Regions from separate parts of the Mus musculus genome. Here region 1 is linked to region 2. A link is a contact called in public HiChIP or PLAC-seq data. All regions are on one chromosome and are shown on one strand. The core of a region is the stretch at or near the end of the contact, and the rest is flanking DNA. Distances in the headings are between cores, read along the strand shown.

Evidence for each region. HiChIP or PLAC-seq counts read pairs in DNA pulled down with a chosen protein or histone mark.
Region 1: a FOXA1 HiChIP or PLAC-seq map of pancreatic cancer cells shows a contact between it and region 2. The contact joins the promoter of Spocd1 here to the promoter of Hcrtr1 in region 2. A contact is called at or near these places in 3 of 115 datasets of contacts at active chromatin or transcription factors (embryonic basal ganglia, embryonic stem cells and pancreatic cancer cells) and 1 of 9 other capture datasets (adipose tissue).

The regions. Positions count from the first base shown.
Region 1 is chr4:129,927,365-129,930,064 of GRCm38.p6, reverse strand. It overlaps Spocd1 (SPOC domain-containing protein 1), which reads right to left and starts at 1,298. Exons shown (of 15, transcript XM_017320505.1): 1 at 1,267-1,298; 2 at 1-816. The coding sequence starts at 1,268.
Region 2 is chr4:130,137,829-130,140,535 of GRCm38.p6, reverse strand. Hcrtr1 (hypocretin (orexin) receptor 1) reads left to right here and starts at 1,374. Exons shown (of 9, transcript NM_198959.2): 1 at 1,374-1,528; 2 at 2,340-2,457.

The sequences.
Region 1 (2,700 bases), core at 49-2,548, 210 kb after region 2:
GGGGAGCTAGCACAGGAATTGGCTGGGGCAGAAAGTCCTTGTTCCAGCTCCATCCTGGACCCTGACTGGGCCTTGTCCTCTGGCCCCACCGGGTCAGGTGGAGTGCCAGGGCTGCCAACCACAAACGCGGGCTGTACTTCCTGCTGATCTGTAGAATCCTCAGTCAGCACCTCTGGGTACAGTGCTGGACTCTGAAGAGGCTCCTGGGTGACCAGACTAAGGGGCTCGCCTCCAAAGAGCCCTGGGAATTCAAAAAGGTGATCAAGGCTGTCTGGCGCAACCCCATCCTTAGAAAAGAGCATGTTTTCAACCTCGGTTTCTACAGCACATTCCACCCAACTTCCACCTGGCTCTCCAGGCTCAGTGTCCTTAGAAGAAAGAAGCCTTGGGGGACCTGCAAAGGCCTCTGGAGAAGCACACTCGGGAGGGTCCCCATCTGGTCTTTGACCAAACCTCAGGGAAAAACCTGACTTTTCCTCCTCCTGGGGACAGATTCCACACTTCCTGCATTTCCTTCGGAAAGGGGGCAGGACTGGAGATGGGGGCGGGCCCTTTGCACTGAGCCCCTCTTTGCTGAGTGTAGGATCCTCTGGGGAAACCATTCCTTCGACAGTGGTGGCTTGTCTAAAGCTGGGGCTGCTGGCCTCTTCCATTCCTGCTGGCCCCTCTGTACAGACCAGTACTCTATCTGGGAAGTCCAGTGATGTACCACAAAGACTTCTGGAGCTTCCAGTAGCCAAGAAGTCACACAGAGAGTCCTGGAACCTAGACAATGTCCTCTGTCCACCAGCCCTGGCTAAAAACTTGTCAACAGGCCTATGTGGAAAAGAGGGAGGTCTCAGGGAAAGCCTGACTGGGTAGTCCTCCCCGGCTTGCCAACTCACCTCCTAGACATGCTCCCTCCCCCGACCCCCACTCCTCGCACTAGTCTGCAGAAGGGAAGCTATCCAGATAGGGCCACTCCTCTGAGCTTCCCAAGAGCTTTTTTACCCTTTAAGCTTTCTGCTTAAATGAAAAAGGGTAAAAGTCACTACTTATCAGTGACACTGTGAAATGAGGTATCTCGCTTCACCCTAGCTGGTTCAGAGACTGCCCAAAAGCACACAGAGAGCAGAAAAGAGGAGATTCTCCCAGAAATGCAAAAGCCAGCTCCACACGGAGCAGAAATCTCAGCCCTATCTATACCCCACTCCTATAAACAGGACTCTGAATCAAGCCAGTCCCTGAACGCACTAGGACCTCCGACCTAAAGCTCCAACCGCTTACATCTGAGCTGCTACAGCTCCTTCTCCTTCTACTCCTGGGGGGCCGGGGGGGGGGGTTGAGGGAAGAAGCACGTGATGCGGAGAAGATGGTCCTGGATCCAAGGGGTGGGAGGCAGGACCTGGTGGTGCCCAGCAACGGCTCCCTAGGGGTGCTGGCGTTCTTGTCCAGCAGGAGGCGCTCGCTCCCTGCCGAGGGCTTCTGGGAGGAGGTGCCAATCATTCTGCCTCCACGCGACCGGGCGGGGTGCGGGGTGCGTGGGCAAAGGAATCGCAGACCCCCCGGATGCCGAAAGCTGCCTAAGATTGTAAACAGAGTGGAGGAGGTGTCTGAAACCCCTGGGGATTGTTAAACTCAAATCTGATTATTTTTCCTAATTAGATATTTTAATATTGTCTGGCATACAATATATCTAGACACACATGTGCCTTCTAGTCGAATAGAACGTCAAGAAATAGAAAAGTTTAAACTTCCTCTCATTTCTCAACCCTCTACTCTGTGGAACTTTGGGGTTTTTCTTTGTGGTCGATTTTGTTTGCCTGATTTCATAGCTATGGGTGACACTCCCATGCACATATCACTTGGCTCTTAAAATTTAAAAACCAAGTGATATGGCACTTAATAATCCATTAATCTATTAATTATTTATATTTATTGTTAATAGTATAATTAGTTGTTGATTATATATATTATAATTTATGATTAATTAGTTATTGATCCCACATGTGGTGACTTTATTTACTATTCTTTCCCCCCTCCACCCAGTTTTTAGTTTTTGAATATTTTTTAATTTTTAAAAATTGAATGTATTGGGCATGGTGGCCCATACCTTTAATCCCAGCACTCGGGAGGCAGAGGCAAGCGGATTTCTGAGTTCCAGGCCAGCCTCGTCTACAAAGTGAGTTCCAGAACAGCCAGGGCTATACAAGAGAAACCCTGTCTCAAAAAAAAAACGACAAATAAATAAATAAATAAATAAATAAATAAATAAATAAATAAATAGGAGGAGGAGGGAGAAGGAAGGGAAAGAGAGAGAGACAGAGAGAGAGAGAGAGAGAGAGAGAGAGAGAGAGAGAGAGAGAGAGAGAGAGAGAGAGAAGCAAAGTAAAATGTGAAGTCTGCCCAGCACCACCCTCTGCCTTTGAATTCAGAGGCCAGCCTGGGTGTATAAGACCCTGCCCCGAATTAAATAGATACAACAAATAAAATACCAGTTGCAAGGGATTCTGGGAAGCCACTTCCACCTCACCTCTTCCCAAGAGAGCAGGAAGGCACACTGGAATGGGAGAATGGAAGCAATATTTGAAAATATCTTTCATCTAATTAATATGTCAATTGCTTTCTCTCTCTTATGAATTTTGATTTGATTTGGCCTCATGAATCTCAGACTGGCCTAGAAATCAGTAAGTAACCAATGGGAGCCTTAATCTTCTCACT
Region 2 (2,707 bases), core at 125-2,624:
AGTTTTAGAGTCCTAGAGATCTGTGGCCTATATTCTTGCATACAGATGCCACAACTACCCAAGGACAGAGTTTCTGCCTTGGGTCCAGCCACTCCCATTCTTCCAGAGTAGATAGAGGTCACCAGACCCAGAAGGGTGATGTCCTAGTCATCTGCTCACAGACCCCCTGTTTGCATCTCCAGTGCCTTAGAAGAGGGTCTGGCTGCAAAGGGAAGATGGTGGTTACAACTCCCAGGAAGGAAGGGATGTGTGAGAAAGGACCCTTGCTTGGACGACACTGTCTTGAGGTGATAGGTGGACAAAGTCCCCACCCACCTGCTAGGATTCCCAGGAGACCTGATCCAATCATGTGCACCTGCTGTTGTCTGCCTTAAAGACACACACACACACACACACACACACACACACACACACACACACCTCCGTGTTAACCCAAGGGCCACTTGGTCCTGCTTCCGGCTTCAGAGCAGGTGTTGCTGTTCTAGGAAGTCCTGGGTGAGCTCTTCTGCTCTGTTGTGACTCTCAGCTCCCTAGGTCTCACCCATCTTTGTGGACACCATAGGGAAATGCCTTACTCCCCGGAAGCCTACATCCTATGCAGAACTGGGGGTTAGAGGGGCTCTGGGAGATCTGAGAGTGAAACACAGGTTCGAACCTCAGCACTGCCTCTGACCTTGGGCAAAGCCCCGAGCTGTGTGTATCCAAGGACTTATCTGTAAAATGGGGACAGTAATAACTATCTCCCCCAGGCTGACGCGGGGATTAAATGAGATCATGCATTGAGTATCCTGTGGAAATGGCGGCCGTATTACAGGTTCATTGCTTGCCACAGAGATTGGTAAATATTGAGTTAATGAACGCCTCCAGCTTCCCTTCTTCTGCCTCCACCTCATGTCTGTGCTTTAGGAGGGGGAAAGTAAATGTGAACAAGAAGGATTTGGGGCAGGGAGAACGGGAAAGATCAGGGCTTTCTGACATCTCTGGACACCAGCTGCTCCAGCGCGTCCTGAGATTGCTTGAAGGCGGCACCGGCATCCTCTTACCCTTATGCCACTCACCTGTGCCACCACCCTAATCGGTCAGGTGAGGCAGCAAGTAGTGGTGGGGTCCACCCCTGCTCTGTGGCCCCTCGACGCTCCCCACCCCAGGTGCGTGCTGAATGCCGGGTGGCGGGAGCGTAAGTGTGCGAAGGATGTGAATGAGCCAGTGGACGCGTGAATGGAGGTGGATGGAAGCGTGAAGTACAAGGCGGGGCTCCAGCTGGGTGACCTCGAGTGCAGACAGGCCGGGGCTCCCTCCCCTCTCCTCCCAGCATCCCGCTCCGCTCCCCTCCCCGCGGCGCGCAGCCCTCCCTAGCCCTCCCGAGCTACCGCGGGCACCAGAGCCGGGACCACGCAGCCACTGAGCGGACAGCGCCGCCTCAGGAGGGGGCTACCCCGCCGCGTCTCCAGTTCCGCACCAAGGCGAAGTCCCGCGAGCAAGGTCCAGGTTCCAGCAACGGAGGATGCCCGGGGCCGGGAGCCAACAGGTGCGGGGCGTGGGCGACCCCCAGGACTGACTTGGGGATTCCAGAAGAGCATCGGCAGGTGATGGAGGGGGCTGGAGTCTCTGGGGACCTGGGTGCCGGAAGACTGCGCCACCCCCCACTCCGCTCACCTCCGGGAGGTACCCTTTAGCGCACTTGCTGCCCCTTCTGGGAATCCTCCCAGACCCCCTAAGGAGCAGGGAGGTCCCGCTGGGAAATCGGTAGGCCAATGTCTCTGCCCCTTCCCCTAGGGCTCTCGAAAGGACTGTCCATCCTCTTAACACCAATCTGGGGTCGTCCCTACCCAGCCAAGGGAAGAAGGGGTCTGAGCAAGGGAGGAGGGAGCGGCCTGAGCCAGGCCGGATTTATGAATGGAGAGCGGCCTGCGCACCGGCTCAGCGACCCCTGGCGGCCGTCGGGGAGCATCTCGGCCCCGGGGACTCCAGGAGACCTAGCAAGGGGGGTCTTGAGAAGCCTGTTTCTTGGCGTGAGGATCCTCCTTTCGTCTCTCCTAGGAAGGTGCTTACCCGCACTCCTCTTCGCGGGTCTGTGCGTTCCCGCGCGTGTACGCTCACTGAGGAGGATCTGGCAAGTCTAGTGGGCGGGACCTAGGTCTTTAATATCTCCCTGCACCCTTTTCCCAGCCAAGGGAAAAGGCTTGAGGACTGACTCAAGAAAGAATATTTGTCGTTGGGGATGGGTTTCCTTCCTAAATCTGTGGTGGCCGGAGGACTCAGACTGTCCTGGATTGGCTTTGTGACCTTGAACAAGGGACTCAACCTCTCAGCTTCCCGTCTCTCCATCCACACAACAGGGCTTGCTAATAATGATACCGAATACTGACTGGAGGGCCAGCTTCTGGGTGTACCAGGCTCTGGGTGAAGTAGTTCCCAAACCTTAGAGCTCAATACTCTTCATCGTGGCTCTGGAAGGTAGGTAACTTTAATACTCTGTTGGACCACTGGGTGGGGAAACTGAGTCTCAAGGAGGGAGGTAAAAGGTGCCTAGCTCCACCATTCCCACCCCATGACTAAGAATAAAGAGACGGAGGTAGACAAAGTCCCTAATGTCCTCTTCTTTCCTTCCTTCCTTCCTTCCTTCCTTCCTTCCTTCCTTCCTTCCTTCCTTCCTTCTTTCCTTCCTTCCTTCCTTCCTCCCTCCCTCTCTCCCTCCCTCCCTTCC